Regions from separate parts of the Mus musculus genome. Here regions 1, 2, 3 and 4 are each linked to region 5. A link is a contact called in public promoter capture Hi-C data. All regions are on one chromosome and are shown on one strand. Each heading gives the region's core, a stretch centred on a gene start, on an enhancer-like site or on the middle of the called end of the contact. The rest is flanking DNA. Distances are from core to core; before and after follow the strand shown.

What was found. Promoter capture Hi-C pulls out the DNA fragments that hold promoters and counts their contacts.
Region 1: a contact with region 5 is called in a promoter capture Hi-C map of pre-B cells, with 2.7 times the contacts expected there. The contact joins the promoter of Eno1 here to the promoter of Dffa in region 5. A contact is called at or near these places in 1 of 39 promoter capture datasets (pre-B cells) and 1 of 9 other capture datasets (pancreatic islet).
Region 2: a promoter capture Hi-C map of liver shows a contact between it and region 5, with 2.5 times the contacts expected there. The contact joins the promoter of Errfi1 here to the promoter of Dffa in region 5. A contact is called at or near these places in 2 of 39 promoter capture datasets (liver and pre-B cells).
Region 3: a promoter capture Hi-C map of pre-B cells shows a contact between it and region 5, with 7 times the contacts expected there. The contact joins the promoter of Park7 here to the promoter of Dffa in region 5. A contact is called at or near these places in 1 of 39 promoter capture datasets (pre-B cells) and 1 of 484 Hi-C or Micro-C datasets (CD4 T cells).
Region 4: a promoter capture Hi-C map of pre-B cells shows a contact between it and region 5, with 2.4 times the contacts expected there. The contact joins the promoter of Vamp3 here to the promoter of Dffa in region 5. A contact is called at or near these places in 2 of 39 promoter capture datasets (liver and pre-B cells), 1 of 484 Hi-C or Micro-C datasets (CD4 T cells) and 1 of 115 datasets of contacts at active chromatin or transcription factors (microglia).

The regions. Positions count from the first base shown.
Region 1 is chr4:150,234,811-150,238,559 of GRCm38.p6, reverse strand. It overlaps Eno1 (enolase 1, alpha non-neuron), which reads right to left and starts at 1,363. Exons shown (of 12, transcript NM_023119.2): 1 at 1,220-1,363.
Region 2 is chr4:150,853,365-150,857,215 of GRCm38.p6, reverse strand. Errfi1 (ERBB receptor feedback inhibitor 1) reads right to left here and starts at 2,146. Exons shown (of 4, transcript NM_133753.2): 1 at 1,945-2,146. It overlaps 1700045H11Rik (RIKEN cDNA 1700045H11 gene), which reads left to right and starts at 2,267. Exons shown (of 4, transcript NR_040649.1): 1 at 2,267-2,390.
Region 3 is chr4:150,908,629-150,912,572 of GRCm38.p6, reverse strand. It overlaps Park7 (Parkinson disease (autosomal recessive, early onset) 7), which reads left to right and starts at 2,652. Exons shown (of 7, transcript NM_020569.3): 1 at 2,652-2,790.
Region 4 is chr4:151,055,915-151,059,940 of GRCm38.p6, reverse strand. It overlaps Vamp3 (vesicle-associated membrane protein 3), which reads left to right and starts at 1,988. Exons shown (of 5, transcript NM_009498.4): 1 at 1,988-2,067; 2 at 3,698-3,779. The coding sequence starts at 2,066. It overlaps Gm38529, which reads right to left. Exons shown (of 2, transcript XM_017320565.2): 2 at 885-3,989. The coding sequence starts at 2,500. The coding sequence ends at 1,931. Camta1 (calmodulin binding transcription activator 1) reads left to right here. Exons shown (of 24, transcript NM_001081557.3): 24 at 1-418.
Region 5 is chr4:149,102,332-149,106,048 of GRCm38.p6, reverse strand. It overlaps Dffa (DNA fragmentation factor, alpha subunit), which reads right to left and starts at 1,907. Exons shown (of 6, transcript NM_001025296.2): 1 at 1,663-1,907. The coding sequence starts at 1,798.

The DNA.
Region 1 (3,749 bases), core at 114-2,613, 1.1 Mb before region 5:
TGAAGCAAAGGCAGCTTTTTTTTCCACAGAAGTTACTTCTGTGGTTTTGTCTTCTCTAAGACAAAGGATCTTTGTACACTCACCAAGAATAAAGTATCTACTTTTTACCTACCATGTTACAAAACCTTACTATTCCTCAACCATACTCTTTTGTCTTCTCTCTTACTCGCCCGATTCTATGAATGCCAGACTGACCAGAACTCAGTGATCCTCCAGCCTCAGCATCCCTAGCGCTACACTTTCATGTGTGCATCTCCATGGCTGGTTCCTTTATGGGGGCGGAGGAGCACCCACGTGCCACACTTTGCTCTGCAAAGACCTTACAACTTGTAGGAGTTGATCCCTCCCTCCACCCTTTTTATCTAGCTTGGATCTTTAGGCTAGGCAGCAAACGTATTTAACCAAAGGAAGAAAATCTCACCCACTCTGTCTTTATCTGGATTGAACGCCAGACCAAGGGCAGAAAAGTGGACCTATCGGTCAGGCTAATCAGCAGACTAGCTGTGGTCTATCCCGAAAGCGAGTCAGCCAAGGAACCACACTGCCTAGGCCAGAACGAACAGGAAGTTTTCTTAAATGCATCTTAAGTCAGTTCACGGCCGGCTAGTAGCCACCCAGGAAACCTGTAGCTCTTGCCTAATTGCGTCGAGGTCTCCTGAGGGCTTCCCAATTATCCAACGGGACTGCTGCAATTTCCTCTACTCTTAGTACCTAACCGACACTCACAGGTCAGGAATATTCCACAGCAGAGATGGGCTGGACCACTCCCGCCCAGTGACGCTCGATTGCGGTCCAGGAGCTACAGCCCCAGCAGGATCTACTAGGGTGTGGCGCTCTGCCTCTTGGGCATCCTTATTTCTGGCCCTTCCATTCTGAGAAAGGATTTAATGAGCATCGGGGGTTTAAGTTGCTCTCCCTCCCTCTGAAACCTTCCACTTAACTACACAGAAAGTACTTTTCTATTCTCCACGGCCGCGATCATCCGTGGTCTGCATTTGCTGTTGTCTGCTTGGGAACCCGGTTACATTGCAACCCTGAAACTCGGTGATCACTGGTGGGGCTCACACCTCCACCCTCCAAGAGCCTGCGTCCTTCCACGAGGCTGACCCGAGTGCTCCCCGGATAGCGGCTCCCGCCCAGGCTAGTGGGTGCACGTGCCCACCGGGTCCCCAAGCGAAGCTAGTAGGAGAGCTGACCCCGGTGGAGACAAGGACCATACCTGGCAGTAGGATCGCTGCAAAGCAAGGAAAGAGGGTGCCGTGGACACCGAGGAGAGCCTTAAGGACAGACGCGAGCGCGACCCTGTACCGGAGCAGCACTAAGCGCCTCCCACTCTGTCTTCCTTTCCTGCTCGTTAAGCCCCGCCCAGTTCTCCCCTTTCGGGCCCGCCCTCCCTCCGCGCCGCCTCCCCATTGGCTCAGCGTGCCATCACTCCAATAGAAGAGCGTGACCGAGGCGGCCGCTCGGCCTGCCCAGACTAGGGGCGAGGGCACGGGGGCGGGGGTTGTCCTGCCTTTCTGGGCCTAGCCTGCTTGGGGCATAGCTGGAATGCCTGGCGAGCCTCCGGCTGGGAACCTGGGGCCCGGCCGAGGGTCTACGGAGCCCGGATGCGGGGCGGGGCGGGGCTGGGCTGCGCGGCGGGCATGAGGGCTTGAGCCCGCCGCACGTACTCCGAGTCTCACACGCACTCGGCGTGGCTGCGGCGCCACACGTCCGGCCCACGACCTTGCTGATGACCTTCGCGGCTCGGCCCTCCAGCCGGCCAACCCCCCACCGGGAGGTTCTGGAGCCCCCGGCGGTGTGGAAACGTTGATGCGCGGCCAGAGGGCCTCACTCCCGCGTGGAATTGGGTGGGGGTGGGGGGGATGAGGGGGAAATGCATGGATACTGCGCCTGCGCACTGAGCGCCCTCGCCGCTGGTCCTGGCTCTCTGGTGCCATCTGCCAAGGTGACCCCGTCCTTTTGTCCTTGCTGTAGTGAGTCTCAGGCCGAGGTAGCCAAGGGAAAGTGACCTTTCCCTTAATATTACCTAATCATTTGTTACTGTGTGGAGGGTACCGAATCCTACTGTCCAGCTCACGCTAATAAGGCAGTACCTTTGTGCTACACCCACCCAGCCACTCCACCCTACTTTAGAACTTTCCTTACTTCTCTGGTGTACTAGCTCAGTGTGGATTTATTCTTCATCCATGTTAATGTTCCTTTGTTTAAAGATCTAATACTTCTTTCCCCTGCTTGTGGCCTCGATGTTCTTGACCTACCAGTTCTTGAGACTCATACTCAAGTCGTCCCGACGCATTTCTCAAAAGTCTAGACTAGTAATATTCCACAATGATGTGACAAACGTCCGGAAGCGCAGGGTGGAGCCATTTCACCCTTCTGATGAAGAAAATAAAGCTGGTGTTTAACCACAGCTGTGGGTAGGCAGAGGCAGGCGGATTTCTGAGTTCAAGGCCTGCCTGGTCTACATAGTGAATTCTAATTCAGATGGGGCATAGTGATGAGACCTTGTCAAAAAAAAAAAAAAAAGAAAGAGAAAGAAAGAAAGAAAGAAAGAAAGAAAGAAAGAAAAGAAAAGAAAAGAGAAAAAGAAAGAAATGAAGAAAAGAGAAAAAATAAAAGTGATGATAGCTAGCCAGTCAGTGCTAATGTGAGCCTTTAATCTACAGAGCTAGTTCCTGAACAGATAAGTTACAAGGAGAAACCCTGTCCAAAAAAAACCAAACAAACAAACCCAAAACCAAACAATATTTTAAAATAAGACAGACAAACAAAACCCTATCTTGGAACCCACGAGATGGCTCAGGGGCAAAGGCACCTGCAGTCAGTCACACCTGATCAAGCTGTCCTCTGACCTCCATCCCCAACCACAATGTGTAATACTAATCAAAAGAAAAAAAGTAGCCATCAAATCGAGACAAACTTGAGCTGCCTAGGGACCCGATCTCATCTCAAACACTACAGAAATCGGCTTTCAACTCCTGCCGTGCACACACTTCACTATAGAACTGAAGGGAACACATCACTTTCTGTTGTATTTTCTCCCACGTTTCTCTTGGGTTGTGAGTCTGGGAGTTAACGTCCTATGTTTCTATCTTTTCTCTGTTGTCTTTCATAAAGAGACTGCATTGTGTTCTTAACTGGTTATTATATCTTCTAGTCAGCTAGAGGAAGCTGCTTAACCCTTAGCATTTTGCTCCAGGCAGCTCCTAACCAAGGTTTCCAAGGCACTGGGGAAAACGAAGGGTTATTGTGTCCAAGGTGTTAGTACAGGAAACAGTTTCCATTGCTAAAGAAGATCTTTGGGATCAAATTAAACAAAGAAACATCAAGGAGATTGTAAAATGAGACTTCCCCAGCAATACACGAACCTGTGTTGGCTGCATAAACCAATTATCTCTAGTCCCATGACTCAGCAACTAAACCAAAAGCCCTCTCCCAAGTTTTATAAGAACCTCGAGAAATCATACACTCTGAACTCTTCTTTTCTGTGTGCATCTAAGACCGTGGCACTGAGAGGGCTCTGGACAACCTCCTCATTTTACACTAAAACAGCCGGGGAGATAAAGATAGAATTAAACAGCTGTCTGCTAGACCCAGTGAATCAGGCAAGAATCTACAGTGGAACATTCTCTCAGGCAGCTGCTGTTGCCAGCTTTCTGGAGGTATCCACACAGTGTCCCGAGCCAGCATTTCAACCTCAAACTGTGGCTCTAACAGGAATCTTTTTCCACAAGCCTTGCCCTGCC
Region 2 (3,851 bases), core at 897-3,396, 1.8 Mb before region 5:
ATCTACGTGCATCTGGATGGTGAGGCACCAGTTCATATTTATGGAGATTAGGAGCAGAGCTGCTTCTCTGGTAGAGGGAGCCAGGGACATTCAAATTCCTAGAATTACCCTGGGCACCACCTTTCCCTCCTCTGCTTGCCTTTCCAAAGCAACCTGATGTAGGTATGCTGACAATCAGGTCAGTTGCAAGCTGGTGTGGTGCACCTGTAATTTAGGGAACTTGCTTTTAAAAGCTACTATTAGTATGAGCTGAAAGGCAGTATTCATCTAGTACAGCTTTGGAGAAGTGGCAATAAAGACTCAGTTTCATAAAACATAAAACACCTAGAGACTACGACATAATTAAGTCATACAAAAGGCTCACCAGTATCTACTATGAACCCAAAGTAGGAAATCCAACTCATTAAAAAACAATAATTCTACCTCTCAAAAATATGAGAAATCCAGACATTTCATAGCAGCTATTAACAAGGAACAACAGATTTTCTTTCCAAACCTTATCAGTTCTTGGACCAATCCTGTTAAGCCTTAAAATGTAAACCATGCTTTCCTGCATGTATTTAATCAACATGAACTATATTCAAGGCTGTGTAAAATAAGAGCTGTTCAGGGCATTTTCCAGCCCTTAAGGAGTTTACCATCTGATTTATTTGCCAAGATACAGATTTACAGTTTGAGATTTTTACCACTGATCAGCAAATGTCCACCAGTGCACAGGAGAGGGAGTGAAGGCCATGACAGAGTGCCCAGCCTTTTTAAACATCTTCATGTATTTCCTCTCAAACCTGATAATATCCGCCAGAGTTGACAGGTTAGTACGAAACCAGCTTATTCCTTACAAAATTTGCTCTTTTACTGATAAAGGTATTTAGATTATCTTTGGTCTCTATTTTGGTAAAATCTCTCTTAAAATCTCCATGTTTCAAGAAAAAAAAAAATTTAAAGGCAAGAGCCACCACAGTGAACTCAAAAATGTCCCAGTCTTAATAGATGCATATTCACTATACCTGTATAGACTTAAGGAAGTGTAAAACTGTAGAACTTTTCTTTTTTCTTTTTTTTTCCAGGATGAAAAAAAAAAAAAAGGCAATTTATACCTCACCTTTCTTCACCCCTGACAGTTGCCTGGAAACCAGTCCTGCCCTACCTGTGCTACAGGTGTACCTCCCGTCACATCTCTTTTAAAGCTACAGTCTCTATTCTTACTACACTTAAGTTTATGACTAACAATCTATTCACATTTTTATCAGGTAGGAGACTGGTTTCTTTCAAGCAATGATGAAATCCTAATAAAGACTGAGGAAGCACCCATCCAGCACCACCAATCACGATTAATTTGAACAAAGATAGGATATACGTATAAAAACAGGATACTGCCAAGGAGCCTTGGCGTTTGAACAGTTCTGTCTGCATTTTCACTCCTTTAATATATAAGTCATTTAAGGCAAAGAATCATGTTTCTGGAGAGGAAAAGGCCACGGAACAACTCGGATGAATTAAAACAAATATTTTTTTTTAAAGGGGAATGACCTTCGTCGCCGAGTCTCACCGAGACTCAAGACTGGTACCAACCAGGGACTAGCAATCTCCGAGCCCACCCGCGACAGCTTCTCGCAGAAGCTTTCCGGGCCGGACCGACGGGTGCGCGGGGTGAGAGGGAAGATGGAGGGGGCCGCAGCAGTTCCACCGCATCCCTGGGCCGCAGCTGCACCGGGAAGACCGTGGAGCCGCCGCTCCGGAGCCCCAGGCTGTGGAGACGTGTCGTGTGCGCGCCGGTGCATGGCCCCGGCGAGAAGCCGAGGGCGCCCGCGGCCCGCCGCTCCTCACGCACCCCGGCCCATCCCGGGAAGCGGAGTGCCGGAGGCTCCGGCTCCAGCCCACCGCCCGTCCGCCCGCCCTCCGCGCCCCGGCCCCACGTCTCCCGACGCCCGCCAGGCCCCTTACCCCAAGGGAGCGGGACCCCGCGGCGCCCTCCCGCGCATGTCCGTCCCGGCTGGCTCAGCGCCGCGGGCTTAGGGGCCCGAGCATCGCGCAGGCGCCTCGCCGCTCTCTTGCCCTCGCTCTTTCTCTCTGCTCGCTCGCAGGCTATGCTCGCGCTCGCTCGCTCGCACAGCTCACGCTCCGCGCCTCGCACTCGGCCGCCGACGCCGGCGCAGCCGACGCCCGTATTTATACGGTGAGCGACAACGTGACGTCAACGCCCGCAGCCCCGCCTCCTTCACGCAGCCAATCCGGGCGGGCGGACGCTTAAAGGGGCGATGCCGCTACCGAAGAGTTTGCGTGGGGCCCGCCGGGCGGCGCTAGCAGCCTCGTCTCCTGAGGGGACGTTTCTATTTGGGCCGCCTCTGTGCGAGCTGCCTAGCCTAAGGACACCGAGTTTTCCTTAGAAGGTTGTGAGCGGCCCTGTTTCCATCCCCGGGGAGGGAAGTGACGCTGAGATGCACTTGGATCCAAGAAACTCAGGGAGCGGGAGAAAATGGGGATTGGAGAGGAGAGGGGCACCCCGAGGTGTATATATGTGTGTGTGTGTGTATGTATGTATGTATGTATGTATGTATGTATGTATGTATGTATGTATGTATGTATATCGAGGGATGGTCGAGGGATGGCGAGGAGAGTGATGAAGAACGGAGGGGGACGGTGAGGAACAACGAGGGACTGCTGTGATGATGCGAGAGAGATGAAGGGCGCTACAACCAGGGATGGATGACCATGAAGAAAGTGGTCTCTGGGAAAGAGGGCAGCGGACTGAGGGGCAGTAAGGGACAAAATGCGTCTGAAGACAGGAAGGGGCAGGGAGTGTCTGGCTAAGGACAATAAGGGATGGAGGGGCAGTGAGGAGCAGTGTGAGGCACTGCGGGACTTATAGAGAACCTCACTAATTGATCTAGGTAGTTAAGGGACGGTGTGGGAAAGGAAGGGACAGAATGGAAAGGTGAGGGGCAGCGCAGAAAGGTGAAGGACAAAGGGGACTGGGCAGTGGGCCATGCTGTGTGGGCAGGATCAGGGAGGCCTCACTCCAGGCTCCTCTGTACTTGGCTTGGCCTCCAGCAAGGCTAGGCTGATCCCGGGCACCTCCCCCAAACCTGCCCCCAGCCCTCTTGGCTTACCTGTCAAAGTGCTGTTCTCCATGTCTTTTGGCCCCAGGGTGGCCGCTGATGCCCAAGGACAAAACGCCATCAAGTCTACAGGGAGGAGGGTTCGTGGGGCAGAAATCCGGTGATGCAACTTAGGTTTATAGTTTAACCGTAAAATAAATAATACAATGATAAACCAGAGTAGTTCAAGAAAAAAGGCAAACAGACAGAAGCCCTCCAGTTTGGACTAGTACAAATTCCTCTTAATGGCACTCCACAGAGTAGAGAGCGCAGACCTATGGCTGACCTCTGTGGTCCGCACACAGAGCCCTTCCTGCACTGCAGCAAGAATGCCTGATAGTTATAGGCTTAGCACCACCTAATTGAGCCAGTTTAACATATGGAATGAGGTGCTGGCCTCATTATCTGGTTAACTATTAACTTTGTGCCCCACGAACCAAGTTGCTTCTTCCAGTATTGACTTGATTTTTTTTTTTAATTGAACTCAAAGGCCTTAACTTTAAACTCAAGGCCTGATGCACTGGATTTTTAAAAAGAAAAGAAAACTCTAAAGTCTTGCTTTGCCCACTCTCAGCGGCAGGCTACCAGGATGTTAGAAGGTTCCTCCCCTCTTTCTGATGGTCCCTACTGGCCTGTAGGGGCTGCTGGGTTGCTTCCACACCCACGCTCCTAGCAATTCAATTCTCCCATCTTTTCTTATGGCCATTCTCTTAGTAGTATTTTAATCTTATGGAAATTGGTCATTGCCACATT
Region 3 (3,944 bases), core at 1,403-3,902, 1.8 Mb before region 5:
GTGCACAGGGTATTCACTGGATAAAACCAGACTGCTCTGTTTCAGTTCCTGCTGGTGGTGTGGAGATGTCAGGAGTGTGAACTTCTGTGTCCCCTCAAAGTGTTGTCATGGCATTGCCACCAGCCCACCACGGGTCTTACCTTTGTTTTTTTTTTTTCTTGAGTTTGTTTCTTGCCACAGCAGCCAACCTCTCAGAGCCTTCCTTTTCTTGTTCTTCCTTCTAGGCTCTGGAGTTTGGAATGAGGGGCCCTGACCCATGGCTATGCAGGCTACAGCTTTAGCCACATTATTGCTTTGAGACAGGCTCTCCCTCAGTTGCCCAGGCTGGCCTGGTACTGGAAATCCTGCCTCAACTTTCCAAATGATCCTGTCTAGAGGTGCAGGAATGGGTTCATAATCTCTGCAAATTAGAGACTTAGGAGGCAGAAGGATGAGTTACCACAGATCTTGGGAAGTCTCTGTGGAGTTATCATAGAGACTGTGGATAATCAGGATCTCTTCATTACTAAAATAATTTAAGACTGGATCAAATGGGAGCTTGAGGATAATATAGCAGAGTTTAAAAGAAAAACCCCAGCTGGGTGTGGTGGCGCACGCCTTTAATCCCAGCACTGGGGAGGCAGAGGCATTCGGATTACTGAGTTCGAGGCCAACCTGGTCTCCAGAGTGAGTTCCAGGACAGCCAGGGCTATACAGAGAAACACCCTGTCTTGGGGGGGGAAAAAAAAAAGCAAACAAAAAAAAAAGAAAACCCCCAGAGAGTCAAGCTATTCATCTTGAAGCTACCCGGAGTAAGAAAATAGAAAAGTTAAGATGGCACTGAGGTCAGCACATGGCTGCAGGGGTCAGCACATGGTAGCAGGCAGCTACACGATGCGGAGAGGAGCTTTAGAAAAGAGTGAGGAAGCCAGCGTCAGAAAGAGAAACAGAAGAAAAAGGAACAGTTCTGCCTTTCCATTCCAGAGACTCCAGAAAGGAGATGCACACCTTCTCAAGGTGAAGCTGCCTTCATGGAGTGTCCTAGTGGGGTCCTGGACTGCACCACTGAATTAAGCCCTAAGGGAAGAGACAAGGGCCTGTGTTCCCCTGGAGGCAGGTTTCACTCCTTACTTAAGTACTTGGGGTTGCAGGCATGAGCCACCAAGCCCAACACCCTCTGTGGATCTTGAAGCTCACATCTGACAAGCTGTCCTGGTCTTCTTTCTGTCACTCCAGCTTTCCGTACCTTCAAAGCTGAAGGGGCTGGCTCTGTCTTTTCCCTTTGCACATAGTGAAGAACCAGTCCATTCCACAACTCCTAAAGCAGTTGCCCAAGTTTTATTGTATATATACATGACTTAGCAATTTTTAAGAATTAAACTACTCCTACTGTAAGAATTTCCAGTTTGAAGCTGGGCGTGGTGGCACACGCCTTTAATCCCAGCATTCGGGAGGCAGAGGCAGGCGGATTTCTGAGTTCGAGGCCAGCCTGGTCTACAAAGTGAGTTCCAGGACAGCCAGGGCTACACAGAGAAACCCTGTCTCGAAAAACCAAAAAAAAAAAAAAAAAAAAAAAAAGAATTTCCAGTTTATAAGATTTCCAATATGAACCTATGATGGAGGTCAGCCAATGTATGTGAGGTATTCAATCTCCATATAGGAAGGAAAGCAAGTTTATATCCTGTCGGGGGTTTGTATAAAAAGTACTGAGACTTGCCAAACGAGCTGGCTTTCTCTGAGGTGGGTACAGATAGGACCAGGTGAGGGTGGGTCTCCCTCCTGTAAGCTGAAAGATAACTATTAAAAACTCAGGAGAGAGCCGGTGGGAGGGCTCGACAGGTAAGGGTGCTTGCCACACACCGGAGGATTTGAGTTCCATCCGAGACCTTGTAGTAAAGAAAGAACACACTAAGGCGAGTGGTCTTCTGTGAGTTTCCACGTGCACCCTTTGGCACAGGTTGAGATGCACACACAGTAACTGTCAACCCAGAAGTGTAAAAAGCTGAAATAAAATGAGATAATTAAATAATTTATCTTATCGTAGATGATAGCATTGCTCCAACCCGAGGGTGCAGTAGGACATTTTATTATTTGTGTGCATATGAGTGCAGTGCCCGTGGAGGTCAGAAGATGGCATTAGATCCTCAGGATCCGGAGTTAGGCAGTGGTGAGTCTCCCCAAATGGATGCTGGGAACCGAACCTGGGTCCTTTGCAAAACCAGCAAGAGCTCTTAAAGCTTGACACCGTCCTGTGACCCAGGGGACAGGGTGACCAGGCCTAGCTGGGAGGGACAGGCCTGGGATGACGTGGAACGAAGACTAGCAGGCCAGGGGCAAATAGAGGGGATGTCACAGTAAGGGGCAAGAAAGGCAAACGGTCCACAAAAACCGTAATGTAAGACGGCTTCCAAAAATGACTGAACTTCAGCCTGTGAATTCGCATGTGCTAGGATTACAAGTGTGGGGTTCAGGCTGTAGCCCAGCCAGGCCTCAAACTCGGAACCACTATCAACTTAAACGTCGAAGAGGCAGAGAGGGGCAATTGCGCAGGCGCCCGCAGGGTGGGCGGTACCGTTGTCTGGGGGCGAGATGGTACAAGCGCTGCGCAGCCGCAGTAGCCTCTATTCGCTCCTCCCCCCACCCCCACCCCGGGGCCTGGGCTCAGCCGGACATGACGCAGGCCGAGGCGGAAGCGAGGGGTTGTGCGCAGCCTCAGTGCGGGTGGCGCGCATGCGTGCTGGGTACACGTCGGGTGCGAGGTTCCTGCGGACTAGCGGTGGCTTCGCGTGGGTGGAGGAGGCGCGGCTGCAGGTCAGCGCCCTGGGGCTAGAGGCCGGGCTGTGATCCGCCCGCTGCCCCGGAGGGTCCCGGCTGGGCGGGCTGGGGGCAGCGGCCGCAGTGCATGCCGGGCCAGGCTCTGCACAGCATCCTCCGGGTTGGAGCGAGCGCAGTTACTGGAAGGCTTGACCAAAGTTGTGATGCGTGGGGAGCGTGCAGGGAAAGCACGCGGAAAGTGCCTCCGAGTGGCGGCTAGCTGTTCCCGGCCGCAGCAGGGCTGACCTCCTAAAGAGATAGTCCATCTTTATTAATCATTAGCAGTGTGGTCAGAGATTTAGCACCTTTGGACTCCCCCAACCCGGTCCTGACATTTTAGCAGTTTATTGGAACATCAACAACAAGAACAAAACCTTCGAAATTTACAAGTTGGTTTTTTACCAGTGAAATTGTGGATTTGGGGTTTTTTGTTTTGCTTTGCTTTTTTGTTTTGGTTTGGGTTTTTTGAGACAGGGTTTCTCTGTAACCCTGGCTATCATGGAACTCACGCTGTAGACCAGGCTGGCCTCGAACTCACAGATAGATACTCCTGTCTCTGTCTCTTCCTCCCAAGCGCTGAGACTAAAGGTGTGCGCTCGACTCGCTCCCCCTCCCCTCCCCTTCTCTCTTTCTCTTATTTCTCTTATTCTTTTCCTTCCCTCCCTCCCTCCTTCAGAGTATTTTAAGAAAACCAGCCTCTCCACAGTGTGACTGATATGCAGGGCCCGTTATGTGACCTGTCTTCGTTAGAGATTGGTCCTAAGAAAGCACAGTAAGGGAAAATGCAAAGAATACTAGCACACATTGGCAATCCCACATTTATTATTTTTTTTAAAGGATTTAGATTTTGGTTGGTTGGTGTTTGTTTGTTTGTTTGTTTGTTTTTCGAGACAGGATTTCTCTGTATAGCCCTGGCTGTCCTGGAACTCACTTTGTAGACCAGGCTGGCCTCGAACTCAGAACTCCACCTGCCTCTGCCTCCCGAGTGCTGGGATTAAAGGCATGCAAGGATTTAATTTTGATGTATCAGCATTCTGCTTGCATATATGTATGTGCAGAGGCCAGAAGAGGGCGCTGTATCCCCTGGACCTGGAGATGCAGACAATTGGGAGCAGCCCTGTGGGTGCTGGGAACTAAACCTTGATCCAGTG
Region 4 (4,026 bases), core at 739-3,238, 2.0 Mb before region 5:
CCAGGAGTAGGATTTCATGATAAAATTAATAGCTAATCTTATTCTGTCTCCTGAAGATTTAATTGCTATCCTTGTTACCCATTCAAAATCAGCTGTACTGTGTGAATGAAATAAAGACATTAAGATGAACCCCTTTCTGGCTGCACGGTCGCTTATGGCAGTTCCACACAGTAGTTGGCGCCCAACGGGGGGTCCCTGAGACTTGCATGTAAAACTAGTCTAGATGTCTCCTTTTTTGTAAGTTTTATTTTTGTAATTGTGCATGTAAAGCATCATTGAGTCAATGGATCTGTTGAAGAACTCAGCTGCTGGAAACCATGCAAAATGTTTTGAATTGCCCTTAAAAATATGGAAAATGTTTTCTGAATGCTTTATATTCTTTCTGCTGTAAATTAAAAATGAAGAAAATTTCCCCATATTATCTGTGTTTTGCTTTAACCTGATCTGAAATCCAAGGTGTTGACAGTGAGGTCATAGTTAGAACTGGAAGTATTATTTTACTTTCCACATGCAGTGTTCTCCCACCCAGCCTTTCACTTAGAGCCACTTTCCCAAAGCACTTCCTTTCTACCTACCTTGCCTGGTTCCTTAACACATCGATTTATTTTAAATGCAGTTACTTGGAAGATAAGGATCTCAATTTTAAATTAACCTTTCTCATGTAGCTCAGAGTACCCATGAATTCCCAACGCTTAAGCTTAAGGGTGACATTGAACCTCTTAACCTTTTACCTAAAAGCTTTCGTTGCGATTATGGGTGTGCTAACAGCCTGGGTCTACGTGGTTCTGGGGATCAAACCCAGGGCTGCATATTAGACAAGCACTCTGCCAACTAAGTACACTCTTTAGCTCTACTAGGTAGTTGGCTGGGTTGTGTGTGTGTGGTTTTTGTGTGTGTTTTTTTTTTTTTTAAGACCCTTTCCAGCTTACCTCACAAGGCCTCCCTGCTAGGTATTCTTCGTCACTGTTCCAGTCCTCTTGGCTGTAGAGTTCTGTTATCTCTCTGGTAGGACTTCACTTCTGATCTACCTCAGAACTAGTGCCAGTTTCACACTCTGAACCTCCCACCAGGAGCCCACTGCATTTTCTGTTCACTGTTTAAGCCCGGCCCCACACTCTCCATTTCCTCCTATCCAGAATGGTTTTTATAACTACTACTCAACCTAGTACCCACTGGTGTGGCGCTCTTTAATTGCAACACACACCTTTGGGAGTTACCATGCTGAAGTGGAAAAATACCTTAGTGTATTTCATTGAGTGAATCCACCAACGGAGTTTATTTAGTCTGTTTTAGACCTTGTTGGGATTCTTTTCCACATAACTACTCACCCCCGTTGAACAAAAATTGAGTGTCGTCTCCGCAAGGGCCAGGGAATTACAGAAATGAAGAACCTTACAGTTCTCTAAGCCAAGGCTCCCTTTAGGGATTTAATATCCGTGCAATGGCAAATATTTGTCATGTGAGAACCTGAGAGGAGACTTCTCCCAAATCCTGTGGCCAAGACTCCACATGGACTTCCTACTGCCTCTTTCTCAGAAAAGAACTTTGTCTCCTCAGGACCACTAGATTATTCTGGAACGTTAGGCACGTCCGCTGTTTCTAACATGAGAGACAAGGTATGCGGGCTCACAGTAATGTAAAACGTACCCATTCTCACTCTAAACTGCCTTTCCAGGGCTAGAGACAGGGCAGCAGAGACACTGCAGGGAGCTGCTGTGATTCCTTGGCGGCGAAGAGCCCAGCCCAAAGGCGCAGGCGCCGCGCTCTAGCCCCGCCCACTTGTCCACCGAGAACGCCCGCCCACTCGTCAGCGCCGGCGCTACTTCAGCGCAAGCTCTGGCCCCTCCCACTCCGCTCTGCTCCGAGGTGACAGCCCGCGCTGCGCCCGGCTCGATTCCTATCCCGCCCATTTCCGGCGCGCCCCTGGCGACTAAGAGCGCGTCGCGGGTTCCGGTCCGGCCACCGCTCGTGACGTCACCACGGCCCCGCCCATCTCCTCAGCCTCGGTTGCCTGCAGCGCGAGTCCGTCGACCCTCGGCCATTCGCCGCCGCCACCGCCGCCAAAATGTGAGTGACGCGCTGCGCTGAGAGGCGAGGCGGGCTCCGGGGATGGTGGCCCACTCCTGCGACCCGCTTCAGGCGCGGTGGCCGCTGCTTGACACTCGGACTCGAGTGGAGGCCTCGCAGGCCTACGCGCGGAGTCCCGGGGCCTGAGGTGGGCAGCGGCCCCGCGGTGCACCCTGTCCCCGGACGCTGCGGGACGAGTCGTGGCGCCGCGACGTCCCCGAGTGCCCCGCGGACGGCGGGCAGACGCGGAAGGACGGGGGTGGGGACACCGCCTGACCGAGGAAGCGGCCGCCACACCCCGCGGCTCCTTCCTCGCGAGGGGCGGGAGCGAGCGTGAACGCTCACTCTGTGCGCGGGGTGCGCCCGGCAGGAGCGGGAGACCTGAGGTGGCCGGGAGCCCGTCGTAGGCCAGCGTTTGGCGCTCCCGACGCATCTGGGCAATGGGTTTCTCTTCCGTTTTAAGCCAGCACACTCTGGTTTTAAAATTGGTTTCTAATTGCAACCTTCAGCCAGAATTGTTGTCACCACTTAAGATGTACCTGGTCAGACTGCTGAGCAAATGGCAGTGTCCGGTCCACACTCAAGAGGATTAAATTGGTTCAGTTCAGCCAGCCGCATGTTCAGCCTAAGTTTTAATAAGATGGGAAGGATCGTAGTATCCTCTTTAGTGATATTAGACTTTAAAGAGAGAAAAAATAAATAACATGGATAGTGCTTCCAGAGCACGGTCCTTACCTGTTTAATTTTCGGACCCTGAGTTATGTGAGACAGCCATCAGTGATGTGTCCTTGGTGGTAGACACAGTGCAAACTTTAAAAAGTGCTGTGAGTCAACCCTAGAGTGACAGTTGTGTAGGAAGGCAAAAATTGGAAGCTGTTTTAGATACAAGAGTTTAATGGAGGCAATAAGGACTTAAAAACCAGAGTACTTGTGAAAAGTGGGGATGAGTGAAAATCCAGACTCACTGAACCTATGAGAGATGAATGACTTTCCAACAGAGACAGTTGCTTCAGCCTCCTTCCCGTTCATACAGACCCCCTCCATGCACTTTGAACCTATTTCTTCATATTGTCTGTTCTGTGATTGTTCCTAATTATCAGCCACAACAAAAAGATCAGGAGTCTACTTTAAACATCTGTGTGTCTTAAAGCAAGTTTAAAAAAAAAAAAAACCCACACTTTATTGACATAGAACAGATCTTGTTAAATATTTGTTTCAGACTTTTATCACTATCAAGTGATACAGTCTTAAGAATTATTGAGGGGTTATAAAAACATATTAGTGCCTTTATTTTTTACCTTGGGACTTTTAAGAAATAACTGCAGTGTAAGGAGTTAAGACTGCGTCCCACCATAACAGTTTATACACACAAACAGGCCATGGTATACTTGAGAGCAAAGGACACTTGAGAGCAGAGAACAACCTCACATGTCAGTCCTGGCTTTCCACCTTATTGGAGACACTATCTCTTGTTCAGTGCTGCATGTATCAGGTGAGCTGGCCCTCAGGCTTCCAAGACTCTCATGTGTCCACCTCCCATGTCATGGTTGGAGCATTGGGATTATATATTAGCTTATCAAGTGCACTGGGAATTACAGTGTACTCATACTTGTGACTTTATACCTTTCAGGTCTACAGGTGTGCCTTCGGGGTCAAGTGCTGCCACTGGCAGTAATCGAAGACTCCAGCAGACACAAAATCAAGTAGATGAGGTACCACTCTAAAATTTTAAATGTGACTTTTAAACAAACATGGGAATTCTCTAGAATTTTATTTAGAAAAAGAGTCGTTGGAGCTAGAAAGATGTCTCGGGAGTTAAAAGAACACTTACTTGTTCTAGCAGAGGATCCACCTGGGTTCCAAGCACTCTCATTTGTATCACGAAACTGCTTGTAACTGCCTCCAAGGGCACATGCATGCACCTGTACACACAGACACAAGCATGTAATTATTTTTTTA
Region 5 (3,717 bases), core at 658-3,157:
CCTGGTCCCATTCTTACTGCGTTTCCGGTAAAAAACTGATGCTACAAAGGAGTTACTATTATTATTCCCAATTTATAGACAATGAACCCAAGCTCTGAGAGATTAAGGAATTTACTCAAAATCCTACTGTAAGTAGCATAGTTAAGACTAAACTTTTTTTTTTTTTTTTAGATTTCTTTATGTATATCAGTACACTGACTTAGCTGTCTTCAGACACACCAGAAGAGGGCATCAGATCTCATTACAGATGGTTGTGAGTCACCATGTGGTTGCTGGGAATTGAACTCAGGACCTCTGGAAGAGCAGTGAGTGCTCTTAACCACTGAGCCATCTCTCCAGCCCTAAACTTTTTGTTTGTTTAGATTTTATATTCATGAGTGGTTTCTTTTTTCTGAAGGTATGTGTGTAGATTACATACATGTGTTGTGCCCACCCACATGCATGGAGCCCAGAAGCGGGTGTTGGATGCCCTGGAACTGGAGTACTAGAAGGTTGTGAGCCACCATGTGGGTACTAAGAACTGAGCCCAGATCCTCTGCAAGAGCAGAAAGCACTCTCAGCAGCTGAGCCATCTTTCCAGCATCCTCACATAGGAGGCATTTGAGTCTACATAAATAAGCATCCAACCAGAGGCTGGTCTGATTACAGTGGACGCGTAATGCTGTCCCTTGCTCATTTATTCGGTGGTAATCTTGAATTCTACACATCAAATGTCAGAAAACAAAAAGTAGGTGGTTTATTCTCTCTGTGGCTATCTTCTTTTGCAGTTCTTCTAGACTGAAGGAAACTACAGTATTGGCAGAAGCTTTACTCAGTGTCATTTCATTTATATTATTGCCAGGCAAGAGGCTTTCCATAAGGCTGTCATCACCCAAAATAGAACTGCCAGTCAGTCTGCTATAGGCTCTGCTGCAGAGAACAGAAGTCTCTGGGGCCAAGGACACCCAGCCAATGCAACTGAAGTGGCACTAAGCTGAACTAACCTTGTGCTGGGGTGAAATGCAAGCCTTGGTGTGACAGAACCCCTGTCACCAGATCAAACCCTGCTCCTGGGTCTCAGTAGCTAGCTCTCCGGAAGCGATGCACACCCTGGCACAGGTGAATCCGTGCCCGGAGCTAGCTGACATGAAAGACCTGCAGAACTTCTTTGAGTATCTCATTTGTTGCTACGGGCTAATAACGCTTGTAAGTAACCATTGAACAGACCATCTCACTTGAGAGTCCCAAGAATCCTTTGAAGCAAAGTTGAAAATACACCCACTACACGGCTGAGGAAACTAAGGGTCCAGAGATGGTTAAATGCAAAGTATAGTCAGGATCAGAACATGGCTCACGTTCCTTACTTGGACTCTAAGGGCAGGCACTGACAGCTCCCTTTTAATGGAATAGGTACTGAGTGCGGACTCCCATTCCCATCCCGTCGGGGAGCCCCAGTACCGCCTCTGTGAGCCAGAGTGGACAGAATACGCTGGACTCGGTTTGGTCCAAAATCAGGTCAATGAACCTGGACCTGCACAGTTTCCCGTCCCCTTCACGGCTCCTCTCAGTGTAGGTAAGTAAAAACGCCAGGAATCTGTCAATCACTGGACCCACGTGGGTCCCTGCAGTCCCTAGGCTCTGGGGTCACCTTCCCGACCCCGCCCGGTCCCCTCAGCAGCCAACCTTTGCTCCTCAGCTCCTCGAGACTGGAGGCTGCCACGCCGTGCTGATCGCGGCTGTGGTTGCGGCGTAGCAGACACGGTTTGAGAGGCCGGACATCGTCCGGGTCTGGGGCGCTGGCTCCCCGCGACAGCTCCATCCTCAAAGTGGGGACCTGGCGACTCTGGGAAATCCCAGGTAGCCCAGAGCCCCTTCCCTAAGCTTTGACAACCTTCCTCCCGCTGCCTGACGGGAGATGTAGTTCTCTCAGCAAGTTACGCGAGACCAAGGCACGCCGGGAGATGTAGTTCTAGTGGCGGCTAATCACGGGCGTTCCAGGGCACGACGGGAATTGTAGTTTCTGGGTTCAAAGCCAGGGGCGGGGGGGATTCAGTTTAGGGAAGTGGTCCAGATTGGAGATTTCTTTTTTTTCTGTTGTTTTCTTTCCCCTACCCTGTTACCTTCCCCTCCTTTTCTTCTCTAAAAGACTGTATGATGGAAAACCCGGGGTCTCATGTATGGTAAGCATAGTTCTACACTACATTGCCAGCCATATATTCATGTTTTTTTTTTTTCCTTTTTAAAGATTTATTTATACATAAGTACACTGTAGCTGTCCTCAGACACACCAGAAGAAGGCATCAGATCTCATTACGGATGGTTGTGAGCCATCATGTGATTGCTGGGATTTGAACTCAGGACCTTTGGAAGAGCAGTCAGTGCTCTTAACTGCTGGGCCATCTCTCCAGATGCATATTCATGTTTTAAGAGTTGCCATTGAACTGGGTGTTGTGGCTCAGGCCTTTAATCCTCAGGAGGCAGAAGGATCTTTATGAGTTCCAGGGCAGCCTGGTCTACATAGTGAGTTTCTACACAGCCAGAGCTACATAAAAGAGAAAATTGTGTGTGTGTGTGTTTGTGTGTTTTTCAGGACTGGTTTTGTGACTTTTGAAGTTTAAAGGATATGATTTACAAGCAAGTTGAAATATTAAGTAAACATTTTACATTAAGTTAAATAGCTGACAAGATAGCTTAGTGGGTAAAGGTGCTTGCTGCCAGTCCTTACACCCTGAGTTTGATCCCAGAGCCCAGCATGGTAGGAAAACAGATTTCCAAAAGTTGTTCTCTGATCACACAACCTGACATTTGTATGCATGCATGTATGCTCATGTGAACACATACCCCCCCCACACACACAAATGGTTGCTATGAAATTATTATTAAGTTTTTAAAAGGAGCTGGTTTACTTATGTTTCTTAAAATTTTATTTTTGTAACCCAGCATGCTGGTGAATACCTTTAATCCTAGCTCTTGGGAGGCAGAGGCAGTTGTATCTCATTGAGTTCAAGGCCAAGGAGAACAAGCCAAAGTTACACAAAGAAATTCCGTCTCTGGCTGGTGAGATGGCTCAGTGGGTAAGAGCACCAGACTGTTCTTCCGAAGGTCCAGAGTTCAAATCCCAGCAACCACATGGTGGCTCACAACCATCCGTAGCGAGATCTGACTCCCTCTTCTGGAGTGTCTGAAGACAGCTACAGTGTACTTACATATAATAATAAATAAATAAATCTTAAAAAAAAAAGAAATTCTGTCTCAAAAACCAAAATTAATTAATTTTTTGTTTTGTTTTGTTTTTCAAGACAAGGTTTCTCTGTTTAGCCCTTGCTGTCCTGGAACTTACTCTGTAGGCCAGGCTGGCCTGGAACTCAGAAATCTTCCTGCATCCCAAGTGCTGGGATTAAAGGCATGAGCCACCACTGCAGGATATTTTGAAGGAAGTCAGTTTTCAACATAGAACATTAATTTTCAGTCTTGCCAAAAATGCAATGTCCCATCAGAGAAAAACTTTAAAATATTTATTTTATTTTTTGTATTAAATTGTATTAAATTTATTTATTTATTGTATAAATGTTTTGTTTGCATATATCTCTGTGCACTACATACACATTTGCCCGGTACCTGCTGCTGAGATCAAAAGAAGACATGCCCTGGCCCTGGGGTCCTGGAAAGTTGTGAGCCACTATGTGGGTGGTGGGGACCAGACCCAGGCTTTTCTGCAAGAGCAGTGAGTGCTCTTAA